Regions from separate parts of the Arachis hypogaea genome. Here region 1 is linked to region 2. A link is a contact called in public Hi-C data. All regions are on one chromosome and are shown on one strand. The core of a region is the stretch at or near the end of the contact, and the rest is flanking DNA. Distances in the headings are between cores, read along the strand shown.

What was found. Hi-C and Micro-C count contacts between places; a contact is called where the count stands out from the background.
Region 1: a contact with region 2 is called in a Hi-C map of leaf, with 4 times the contacts expected there. The contact joins the promoter of LOC140180540 here to the promoter of LOC112762542 in region 2. A contact is called at or near these places in 4 of 8 Hi-C or Micro-C datasets (all in leaf).

Annotation. Positions count from the first base shown.
Region 1 is chr17:26,696,934-26,699,633 of arahy.Tifrunner.gnm2.J5K5, forward strand. It overlaps LOC140180540, which reads right to left and starts at 1,353. Exons shown (of 1, transcript XM_072221763.1): 1 at 337-1,353. The coding sequence starts at 1,353. The coding sequence ends at 337.
Region 2 is chr17:26,360,259-26,363,008 of arahy.Tifrunner.gnm2.J5K5, forward strand. LOC112762542 (probable N-acetyltransferase HLS1) reads left to right here and starts at 1,484. Exons shown (of 2, transcript XM_025808411.3): 1 at 1,484-1,928; 2 at 2,345-2,750. The coding sequence starts at 2,370.

The DNA.
Region 1 (2,700 bases), core at 103-2,602, 340 kb after region 2:
AGTGATAGTGATTGTGGAGTTAGCAAGAAAGGCTGAAACTGAAAGTAAATTGACACGAAACTCAGGGACATAAAGCACATTTTGGAGAGATAAATGCTTATTGAGAGTAACTGAACCTATGAAATTGGCAGAGAAAATGTCACCATTAGGTGGAGAGACAGAAAAAGTTTTTGAAGTGTGTATTGAGGTGAACAGAGATAAATCACAAGCAATGTGAATGGTGGCATCACTATCCAAAATCCAAGAATTATGAGGTAAATTTGACCTTAACATGGATGCGTTGAGAACGATACCTGCTGGAGTTGAAACTTCTGTTGATTAATTTGATGAAATATCTTAGATCTTGTGATCATTCAGCAAGGTTAGGAGCTGTTGAACTTGTGTTGGAGCTAAATTTGGGCTGATTTGTGCATCTGAAGTGGATTGAGATGTGGAGACATGATGAATCGAAGGCTTCATGTTCCTTCCTTTGCCAAAATTTGGAGGGTAACCGTGAATTTTGTAACATTTGTCGATAGTGTGCCCAAGAATTCCACAGTGCGAGCAAAGGGGTCTATCTTTCTTCACCATGCCTCTGCCGCGACCTTGAGATTGTGGTGGTTGCTGATTTCTCGCCAGAAAGGCTACTTGATTCTGGGAAGCAAAATTGAGTGAAGCTCCTATTATTGCCCTATGTTTTTCTTCTTGTGTTACAAGAGAAAGGACTTTATTAATTGTGGGAAGAGGTTCCAAGAGCAAGATTTTCCCGCGAATCTGTGAAAAAGATTCATCCAATCCCATGAGGAAACAGTGGATATACCCAGCTTGAAGAAACTCTTGCATGGCGCGTGCATCACCGCAATTGCATTGCACCGGGCGATATGAGTTTAATTCTTCCCAAAGAACCTTGATTCTTGTGAAGTATTGTGACACAGACATGGCACCATGTCGAAGATTCATCAAGTCGCGCTTCAATTCAAACACGCGAGGGCCATTTCCATGTTGAAAACGCTCCTTAAAATTGTTCCACAATTTTGCTGCAGAATCTGTGTATACGAGAGAGGTAGCAATTTCTTTTGTAACAGAATTCAAAATCCATGTGCTTATTACATCATTCACGCACTGCCAGTTCTCAAATTTCTCTGGTTCAGTAATTGGATCTGGTTTAGGCACCGATCCAGTGATGAAACCAAGCTTTCGTTTAGAATTTAGGGCTTTCTGCATCGCGCGACTCCAAGAATGATAGTTGTCCTCAACGAGTTGTTGAGTGACCAAGATCAGACCGGGTTGATCAGCGGGAGAGAGGTTATAAGGATCCACAGCCATTGATGAAGTTGAAGAAACTGCAGATGAAGATGAGGCTGGTTGTGCCATGGTTGGTGGAATTAGAGAAAGCACAAAATGACGCTTCTTTCCAAGTCTCGTTGATTGAAATCACTGTTTCTACCAAGAACAGAGGTGAAATACGCACATTCTCATCAAACTCAGTTATATGAGTCAAGGAAAGAGGAAGAGAGAAGAGGGAAAGAAGGAGAAGAAGAAAGGAGAGAAGAGTGGAAGGTTCAAGAAAAAATTGCTTCTGATACCATGTTGAATACTGTGAATAGTGAGAGAGTGAACTTAGTTGTTATTGATTGTGAAAGATTCCAAATTGACTCAATTGTATATATATGCATACAAGGTGATGGTCTAACTAACAAACTCTGTATCTAGTCTAACTAATTAATATAACTAATTCAGATCCTAACTATGTTAAGTTATAACCAAAGTTGCGAGAACCGGATCGGTCAATAAACCGGTGAGGTCACTGGTTCAATGGTTCATTGGTTCGACCGGGGTTCAATCGGGGTTCAACCGGTTTAATTAAATATTAAATAAAATTATTAAAAAATCTAAAAATAATTTTAAATATATAAATTCAATAATTTTTAACTTATTAAAACTTAAAATTTCACATAATAAATTATCCATTACTTAATATTAGAAGTTCACAAACAACTTCAAACATCAAAGTTTACCTCTAGATGAACCAGTTTGAGAATCTTGAACAGCATTATCTTGTGGCTATGGGTTACTTTGTGATTGTTCCATATGTAACAATCAGAAAATCAAAGACTAAAAAATAACTTCAGAAAACCATGAACAAATAAATAATTCAGCAACCAAAATCATGAAGCAACAAACAAATTCATGAAGCCAGCAAACAAACAACTAACCTCAGAAAATGAAAAATCAAAATCAAAATCGAACAAATAAAGCAGCAAACAAATTCATGAAGCAGCAAACAAATTCACGAAGCCAGCAAACAAACAACTAACCTCAGAAAATGAAAAATCAAAATCAAAATCGAACAAATAAAGCAGCAAACAAATTCATGAAGCAGCAAACAAATTCATGAACAAATAACCTCGGAATCATGAAGCCAGCAAACAAACAAATCATGAAGCCAGCAAACAAGCAAATAACCTCAGAAAATGAAAAATCAAAATCAAAATCGAACAAATAAAGCAGCAAACAAATTTATGAAGCAACAAACAAATTCATAAAGCCAGCAAACAAATTCATGAACAAATAACCTCAGAATCATGAAGCCAGCAAACAAACAAATAATGACGCCATCAAACAAAATCATGAACAGATAACAAATAAATCATATAATCAAGCACAAAAAATCAGAAGCAGCGAGGAGGACTAAGTGAATAACCAAACACGAACAGAGTC
Region 2 (2,750 bases), core at 234-2,733:
TAATTAGTCCATGAACATATTCTTCATGTCCTTAAACCATTATTAGATTCCCACTTTGGAAAGATATTTTATAACCTGCCGACTATACATGCAACGGATCGTGGGGATTGCAAATTTGCAGTGGATCGCACTTGTGTAATTATTTGTACTTGCATTCTATTAATTAATTCCTCTAATAATGAATTTGAGTTGATTGAATAATTAGTTTATTTATATATTTAAGTAAATATTGAAATTTTAAATTTTGTCTTGTATATAGTAACTCAATTGTTAATGACAAATTTTCACGTGTGATTTTAATTTGAGACGGATTAATTTTTAATACGTTAAGACTGAAAAATACTGTGAAAAATAAAAAAAATTAATTAATTTAGTTTGGACTGTAATGTAACAATAATATTAAATTTTAGTTTTTCCAAGTTCATGCTAATAAACTTTTGTAGAGAATCTCATCACCAATTGGGTATGGATTTAGGGCAAAGACAAAAAAGCATGTCCTTAGGCGTGCACCGTGGCGCACGTCCATTGAGCCTAAGCTTAATTAAACCTAACTTTATGATATAAAAATATTAAAATGTAAGATTTTATCTAAAGCTTAATCAAGCTATGCATTTATATAAGGGTGGTGTAGTGGACATACACCAAAAAGCTAGAGACAACAAAACACATTCTATTATTTATCAAAGTTTTGTCTTCTATTAATATTGAAGCATACGTTATAGATATCACACACTCATAAAGAACATTCCCCCAAGTTCTATTTCTATTGTCTATATCCTTTCAATTTTTTTAAATAAGAACATTGTTTGTTCGACACTAATTATAATACAAAAATTAAGATGTATTTTTAAACATTTTTTAGTATTTATGAAAATAAAAAAGAATACTCAATAAATACAAAAAGACAATTACCAAATTAATTATTATGATGAGATTTTTAATAAAGTACGTAGCCAAACAACCAAATATCTTATAGTAAAATAATCAAAATTTTTACTTCATAATAATCAAACTTATTCACAATCTATAATCAAACTTTAATAAACACTAAAAATTAGTCGTCACTATATTCTTATACTTTTTTTTCGTATATTTAATTTTTTTTTATCAAAGATAGGAGACTCGAACCCGTAACCTCTTAATTGAGTATAAGAAGACTATGCCATTTGAGTTATAACTGATTGGCTTTCGTATATTTGATTATAAATATAACTTTTTATTATATTATTTATGAAATTTAATTTTATTTGATTATATTTATAAATTTAATTATAAATGTGAATACATGATATTTTTGTATTTAATATATATTCCTGCAAAATTAATAAGTAGATAATTTTTTTTGTCCGATATAATATGCCGTTGCATAAAAATATGTACATATTATATACTAAAATAAGTCTCATATTAAAATATAAAAAAATTGAAGTCATTCCTCTTCGATTGCATCAATTATTCCAACTTTTTTTTTTTACTATTTCAAGCCCCCTTGCATGTATATATATAAATATTTGTTCATTATGATGATGTATTATGCAAAGCATTCCTCATGTGGTAGTTGTACTACTACAGTACTACTTCTTAATTGCACTCTTTCACTCATCATGCCACTGCCACATGTTGATTATTTGCTCTCCCTTCTTTAGCTTTGAGCTTCCCCTTTTCACTTGTCCACTTGTTTTTCTTCATCATTCACCATAATAACACAACATATATATACCTCCTTCAAATAATAAGGGACACCCTTTTTCTTTTTCTTGAATATGGAATTCAAGGAATTCATAATCAGAAGCTATGAGGGTCAATCTGATAGAGCCCAGGTTGAAGATCTTGAAAGAAGGTGCAAGGTAGGTCCATCAGAAACCATGCTAGACTCCATGGGTGACCCCATCAGTAGGATCCGGAACAGCCCCATGTACATCATGCTGGTATATAAACTATACACTATACATTATATTATTCTCTCCGTTTTGAGATAACTGTTAACATGTAACTGTATTGATTAGTATAGTGTATATACAAAAATTCTATGTGCACACTAAAATTAGCTATCAAAATTAGTCGTTATGTATTTGTGTATAAATATACGTGTAATTTAATTTAATTTTAATATGTATTTTGTATTTTAATATGTATTATACACTGATGACTGATCTTAACGATTGATTTTGATGTACAAGTAACATGACTAATATATATAATTATATGTCATTAATAACTTCCTAATTAATCGTATTGAACCATTTTCTCACTCTCTTTTCTCTTTAATTCAATGGAAAAAAGCAATTTTTTCCTTCATTAATTCGTTTTTTGATCATCATGTGTTGTACTATTACACTCACAGGCCAATTTGGTGATAGGTGGCAGAGATGGACAATGAATTGGTTGGTTTCATTCAAGGCTCTATAAAAGTGGTAACACTAGAGTGTCATCCGCCAAAGGGTATTGCAAAGGTTGGCTATGTCCTAGGCCTAAGGGTAGCCCCACAAACTAGGAGAAAAGGCATTGGTTCAAGCCTAATCCAAAGGCTAGAAGAATGGTTCAATTCCAATGATGTGGACTATGCATACGTGGCCACAGAGAAAGAAAACCATGCATCAATAAGCCTCTTCATGAACAAATTTGGTTACACCAAGTTTAGGACCCCAGCTATACTTGTGAACCCTGTCAACAATCACCACTCATTTAGAATCTCTTCCAACATTGACATTGCTAAAGTCAACATTGACAAAGCTGAGTCTCTTTATAGA